Linked DNA regions of Capsicum annuum: region 2 is linked to region 1. A link is a contact called in public Hi-C data. All regions are on one chromosome and are shown on one strand. The core of a region is the stretch at or near the end of the contact, and the rest is flanking DNA. Distances in the headings are between cores, read along the strand shown. Region 1 has its middle 6.2 kb from the start of LOC107844142. Region 2 holds the start of LOC107844110 (serine/threonine-protein kinase BSK2).

Region 1 (3,563 bases), core at 521-3,020:
GTAGGTTATATTTTATTTTTCAAATTTGACATACAACTTCATGTTGGATATAAATTTTCATGATCAAATATTAATTTTAAATAAAATAAATATTATAATAAAAAATAATTATATGGGCAAACGAGTGGATAGAGATTAATTAGTTTAAAGAATTGTTAGTATTAGCTGCAGCACTGGCACTGTGATACATGCACAGAGTTGTGTATAGACTATATATAGACTGCATGAATAATGTAGGAATACTATATATAATCAACCAATGAAGTAAGCCGAAATTTAGTAAGTGTATAGCCGTAGATTCTAAATATTTTTTACTATATTTAAAATTATTGAATAAGCAAGTATTGTTTCACTATATTTGTTTTGTGTAGAGTATTTGAAATAATGTTAGGTACTTAAATACAACTTTGGAAATGGAAAATAAGTCTAAAACAAGATTTGAAATACAATTTTAAATTTAATTTAAATTTTTCATGATCAAATGAAATAAAATTTTTAAAATTATTTTATAAATAAGGAAATACTAATTTTTATGGCCTAAAGGATGTTAGAAACCGGTTTAACGAATTGTTAGTATCTGGCATGTGATATTTGCCGCAGTGTTGTTGAAGTGTATAGACTATAGACTACAAGAATAATATGGGAATATTATATTGACTTTAGCATTTTCTTCAGATATTTTGCAGGATAGTTCTTGAAAATGGCAAACTACGTACACAGGCTACAGCCCATCACTAGTGTTGATTTGACCTAAAATTAAGAAGGGCAAAATTCAGAAATAGGGTATTTATCCCCTTAATTATGAGTTTCATAGCAACAGTTTCATAATTATATAATATAGTCAGTTGTGTTTTATATTTCTGTAAACTGTTGCTACAAAAATACAAATATATATGATTTTTACTGCCCTTATGATCGATATATATTTTAAATTTTTACAAATTATTGCTATAAAAATACAAATATATATAAATACATATACTACAAAATATAATTTAATAAAAGTGTTGCTATTTTTTATAATTTAATATTTAAGTATGTTACTGTATGTATTTTTTCCAATTAAGAATGACAGACTCTCGGAGGCCTCCTGTTGCATATGGTAGGTGGTACATGTTGGGAAAAAATAAAGGAAAACTAAAATAGTAAATATTAATTGGGCATAATACATAAACGTATCATTTAATTTGGCGTTAACTTACATCTATATTAATATCGGCTTTCAACTTTTTATGTGCTAGACATGCTCGTCCTACGTGGTATAATAATAGTATCCAAGTTAAATGACATATTTATATATTATGCCTATTATATTTGTTGATAAAATAATAGCAGTGAGAAAAATAAAATAGTACTTACTATAATACTTAGTATATAACATTCTGAGCAAATACACAAATTAATTTGGGCCGTACTGGCTAGTGTCCTAAAAAGTTACTTCCTCCGTTTAAAAAAGAATGACCTATTTTAACTTAGCACGGAGTTAAAGAAAATAAAGAAGAATTTTGAATCTTATGGTGTTAAATTAAAGATATGTCAAATGTACCAAAATATCTTTCAATTTTGTGGTCTTTAAACATGTCATGTGAAAAGTTAAAATTTAAAAATTATTAAAAAAGAAAATAAATCATTCTTTTTTAAATGGATTAAAAAGGAAAGTAGGTCATTCTTTAACGAGGAAGTATTTTAATACTAGTAGTATAATATGAGTGGTAGAGAGTCCCATTGCCAAATTTTGTAGTGTGTGTATTACGGCACTTGTGTAGATTCCTCAATTATTTGGCCAACTTGGATGTCACTTGTCATAAGAGGTCATCCATAAATACACTTGTATATTTCATAATCTCACTAATCTTTTCAAACTAAATAAAAAATAATGCAAGAGTAGAGATTATAGTTGCTCATCACTTTTTTCTTTGGGAAAAGGAGACAAATGGCCACTCGGCCGAATTAATTTCAAGAAAATGACAATGAAATTCAAATTTTATTTTTTAGTAATTTTAATTTATCGGTTTATTCTATATAATTTTTATACATATTTTATACAATTTCTATATATATCTTATACATATAAATGTTCTATATGAAAATTATATAGTTTCAATACATAATTTATACAATAATTGTATAATTTTTTTACACATTTTATACAATAATTATATAATTTTTATACACTTTTTATACATTTTTCTATTATATATTTTATAAATATACATATTTGATAGAACAATATAATTTCTATACATATATATTATATAGATACATATTCTTATATAATAATTATACCGCTTTTATACAATCATATTTAATTATTATTTTTAAACAATAAAAAAAGCAGAATATTTTTCAGTTTAAAAAGTTATAGCAAAAAAAATTGAAATTTTTTAAAGAGGGCCTAATAGTCCAAGTTGAAAACTGTATTAGTATTGTATATGGACTGTATTAATATGATATATAAACTGTGTCTGCACTACCTATGTCAAAATGACCATAGTTAGAAAATGACTATAATGTGAAAATAAAATAACCGACTGACTGTTTTTGGACAAAATATCAAACTTGGACTATTTATTTTTAAAATGAAGATGTGATGTCTTTTCCCCTTTTTCTTTTCTTGAAAATACGTTTTTCATTTTAAAATATTTCAAACCCTCTTAAGTCGTAAGGACATTTCAACATTATTATTAAGATGATGAATGGATTTCTAAATCAAGGTTTAATTTATGATTTTGAATTTTGTATTTTGAATTTTTTGACAAAAAAAATCATATAAATGAGAAGAAAACTAATAGCGTAAGCTTGGCGTGGCACTTAGGTAGATATTATGGAAATTTGGTGCGCTATATGTAATTATTCAGCCTAATGTATGCCAAAAAAGTATATACCAAATTTATTTTTCTTAGTGCGGCCTAGTCTAATGTGGAAAATAAATATGTCAAAATGTAGATGGAAAATGAAATCGAATCGATAACCACAGCACTTCACGTAACTCAGCTTACTGAGACAATGGCTATTTGTGTACTTAGACCCCTTTTCTCAAATTAAATTTTACATATATACCGACATGTTTATCATTAATTACTAAAAATCCCAACATCTTTCAAAACCTCCTAAAATTCCAACATTTGACCGCTGATGATACAAGTTAATCACATTAGATACATACATGTATCTAATGTGATTAACTTGTATCACAGTAGATACATACATTAGATACATGTAGGGTTAACTTGTATCTCAGAAATAGTAAAAATATGAAATGTTGGGATTTAAGTAATTTTTAAAAAGTGGGAGGATTCTTAGAAGTTTAGATAGTTATGTTGTGGTTTTAGGTAATTTTTCCTTTCTCAAAAATGGGAATCCTAAGGCCCAATAAGCAAAAGTGGTCCAAAGGAAGTTCATTGGGCCAGAAAAATCCACATTAAGCCCACTGATAAATGTAGCACCAATTTAATACCTAAGTCGAGGAAAAAGTGTGGATATTGTCATATGTACAAAGAAAAAATGTTAAAGTATACGTAGAATATACAAAAGATACATTATATATATGGATTTTATTTTGA
Region 2 (4,026 bases), core at 799-3,298, 140 kb after region 1:
TTTTTTTATAGAATAATGGATATAACCGTTGGGGGGGAGGTTTCAAACGGGTATTTAAAAGAAAGAGAAAAGAAATTCAAAAGATAAAAATGAGTTTTTACGCGCCCAACAATGCTTGTTTACACGGGGGTTGTTAAGGGGTTGAAATAATTCACTTTAAAGATGTTAAGAGGGTAAATAAACGGAAGTTAAGTTTAAGTGCTAAAGTGAGTTTGGAGAACAAGTTCAGGGGTAAAAAAATGTCTTTTCTCTTATAATTATACAAATTTTCTCATGATTATGTTACCACTCATCATATTTAGCTTGTACATACATTTTAAATCAGTTACTCAGGTACCATTTCAGTACATGAAATAGCTTGGGATAACTTGTAATTCTAAGCACCGTGTTACAATTAGGGGATAGCCTCGGATTGTGACACATACGTTCAACACCTACCCGAAAGTTAAGACGTAACACGTTCTCTTTTAAGTCACGAACAACTTCAATTCTACTAAAAAGAAACACTAATTTGCAACTACCTAATGAAATGAGATAACTGAAAGGAATAAAGGAGCCTTATCTCCAGCATTAGCAAGTCAGAAAGTATATATCTCAAATATGAACATAGTTAGTTAGGATGGATCTGTTTGCATGGTATAGGCTCGCTGACTTATCTCAAACCCCATAATAATTAATGATACTCAAATAATTGTTGGGTTGCTGGCAGAAAGTTCATAGATACCTTGATATTGACATCATCATTCAAGTAGACTATTATTATACTATTTGTAAAAAGTCATGTTTATATTTTCCAAAATAAAGTGAGACGTTCGGAGTTTGAAACTAGATTTGTTGATAAAATATTTAAAAGTTCATACGGTTAAAGTTTTTTTTGTTTTTACATGGAGCTCAAGCATATATAATTGAATTAGAGGAGCAAGCAACTAGGCATATCAAAATCATTGCTTCTATATAATAAAACTTTAAACTTTAAACAAAATACCAAGAAAATAAAACTTCTTCAAATCGAAATGTTTAAACTTTAATCATACGTAATTTCAGACATGCATATATATGAAGTTGTTCTAAAGTGGCTAGATCATAGATTGGCAAAACGAAAATAAAAAATAAGTATAAATTAAATAGCAATGTCTGAATAGAATATCTTGAAAAAAAATTAATTAAGAGAAAGGAGCAGATCACCGATTTAGAAAGTCGGTTCGGAATTAACGTGAATAATGATATTATTCTAGTATTAACTCAAAATTGCTACCGAATCTACGTAAAGTTAAAAATATTTCGATAACGCTGCCACTTTAACGAGTTTGTACAGTACTATTTTCTTTTACTTTGTTGCCTTTGTAATTGAGTACCTTAGCATTAAAAAGGGTAAAGCTCTGCAAAGTTTTTTTACCTCAGTCTGGTGCCGCCTACACGTCTCTCGTACAGTCTGCTGCAACAGTATCATGTGAAAAAGAACCAAGTACTATATACTCTCAAATAACACTACTTTTTTTTTCCTTCTCTTCTTCACTCAATTTCCTGAATAGGAAAATCTGGAGGGCGTGAATTAAGACAGAAGGTTAGGATCAGTTTGGGTCACTAGTGTAGGAAATTACTTGGTGGGGTATTATTCTTGTTATGATACCTTGTTTCATACTTTATTACGAATCTGTTTACTTTTTTCTATTTTCTATTATTTGTGGGTGTCGTATTTATGTTATGCCATCTTGTTCCATGCTTTACTATGTATTTGTGTAGTATTTCGTATCTCGAGCCGAGGGTCTATCGGAAATAATCTTTCTACTTCTTTAGAGGTAGAAGTATGGACTGCGTACACCTTATCCTCCTCCGACCTTACTATGTGGAAATACATTGAATTTATTATTGTTGTTCTTCACTCAATTGTTTGATATTTATATTGGAGTAAAAAGGTTATTTACGGTAAACTTTTAGTTCAAAATAGATAATAAATATAATAAAAAATATAAAAATACACAATAATGTATGAGCTTAAATTGAAGAATTCTAATTAAGAATAAAGAAATAGCAGTCCAACGTGAAGTAACCTTTAATGTTCTTTTTAACACTTCATTACTGCTACTTACAAAGCATTTACTCCCCAAGTCCCACTCCCACTCCCCCAACCACGTTGTTGTTCTTCCACTGTTCTCTCTCTTCACGTGCTGATCATGTGACTAAACCCCTCTATTCTCGGCGTCCCCTTCTTTGGCGGCCTCTCTTTCCTTTTTCTGTTCTCACCTTTACTTTCACTAATCATTACTACTAACTATCTTCTTGTTATCCATTTTCCACTACTCATTAGCTACTAAAGGTTCAAACTTTCTTGATTCTTGAAGGTTTGAGTTAAAGAAACTGTTTGTAAGTGTGCATTTTTGTCTATGTGAGCTGATGAAATATGGGCTGTTTACAGTCCAAAACTGCAAATGTTCAGTCCCCTGATAAAGAACCTTCTCAAGATGACTCAAAAACAGATCTTGGTATTCTTCATTTAACTTAATTTTATTGGTATTGTACTGTGTGTGTACTTGCTGGTTTTTGGGTTTTTCTTGATTGCATGTTTAATCTTTGATCTGGGTTCTACTTCATTTGTCCCCCTCCTTTTTTGTTTGTTTCCTCATCTGCTTCTTCCAACTGTATTGTTATTTCTTGTTTTTTTTAGCTCAGAGTGGAAGTTCTGATCCGTGAATTTTGTGGAATATTTCATTGTTGTCATCATGTTCTGCTGCTTCTTTTTCCATTCATTGAATTTAACCCAAGATTTATTTGGTTTATTTCTGTTATTTTCCTTTTTTTTTTTTTATATTTCTATATAGGGTTTCTTGTTAATACTGAAATTAATGATCTAAGATACTCAGGTTTGAGTATTTGTGAAAATATTTGCAATGTAATTTTTGTGGTTAATGACTTTGTTAATCAGTTTCTTTATTTTATTTGCCTGTGTTGTTGATGAAGCTAATGGGGATCAAGTAGACCAAGATCAAGTGCCTGCATTCAAGGAATTTAATCTTGCCGAACTTCGAGCAGCTACAAATGGCTTTAGTAGCGAATTAATAGTTTCTGAAAGTGGTGAGAAAGCTCCCAACGTTGTCTACAGAGGGAAGCTTCGTAGCAACAGGCTAGTTGCCATCAAGCGATTCTCTAGACAGTCGTGGCCTGACGCTCAACAGTTTGTGGTAAATCTGATTATAAGTCCGTGGATTATATAGTTTTGATCCTTTTAGCCATTATTATTGGTGAGCGAGAAAGGTTTAGAGTAACTTGTGCTCTAAATTCAATATGAGTTCATCGAGACACAGTGATTGGTAACTGAACAACATGTTCTCATTTGGTTGTCCAGTTCCCAAAACACTCAGTATTAGTTAATATCACGATTCTAATGCAATTAAGTTTGTAAAACTTTGTGTATATGCATGTAAGTTACTAGTAAGCGGTAGATCTCCAAATATCAAAGTATCTTTGCTGTTCTGTTAGTTACTTGATCTCTACAAACATTTGGTTTAGTCCTACTCATGTACTGCAGGCAGAGGCAGCTGGAGTTGGCAAGGTTCGGCATAAGAGATTGGTGAATCTAATTGGTTGTTGTGCAGAGGGAGATGAACGCCTATTGGTTGCAGAATACATGCCTAATGATACTCTCTCAAAGCATCTCTTCCACTGTATGTTTTGGTCTTTTGCCTGGAACTTTTAAATGTTGAATTGCAAAGGGAAAACCATCTTTTTTATGCTAGTTCAATAGTCCAATACCGAGTTTCTCCCTTTACCTAATTAGGTGATGGATGTATATATAATTAGCCCAATGATACTGCTTTGGATCTCTAATGCCAACATAACTAATACCAACATTACTAATATACCCTATTCAACGCTATTTTTGTACGCCCTAGCAAACGACTCCTGGGAGTTGGCTTGTATTACAGCTTATTCTAGAGTTAGCAGACATTTAATTGTTCAATTTGCCCCAAAAAATGTTGTCTTTATAGATGCATACTGTTAACGCCTTCCATAACTTCCAATCTCCAG

What was found. Hi-C and Micro-C count contacts between places; a contact is called where the count stands out from the background.
Region 2: a Hi-C map of leaf shows a contact between it and region 1, with 2.5 times the contacts expected there. The contact joins the promoter of LOC107844110 here to the enhancer-like site in region 1. A contact is called at or near these places in 3 of 5 Hi-C or Micro-C datasets (bud, leaf and placenta).

The regions. Positions count from the first base shown.
Region 1 is chr1:200,618,416-200,621,978 of UCD10Xv1.1, forward strand. No RefSeq gene overlaps it. Among protein-coding and RNA genes, the nearest start is that of LOC107844142, 6.2 kb to the right of the region's middle. Within about 2 kb of position 1,771, at least 2 of the 5 cell types and tissues checked have an H3K27ac peak or open chromatin away from gene starts, as enhancers often do. A contact at or near this core is called in leaf, where this site is marked.
Region 2 is chr1:200,756,591-200,760,616 of UCD10Xv1.1, forward strand. It overlaps LOC107844110 (serine/threonine-protein kinase BSK2), which reads left to right and starts at 2,049. Exons shown (of 10, transcript XM_016688607.2): 1 at 2,049-2,483; 2 at 2,959-3,179; 3 at 3,527-3,662. The coding sequence starts at 2,402.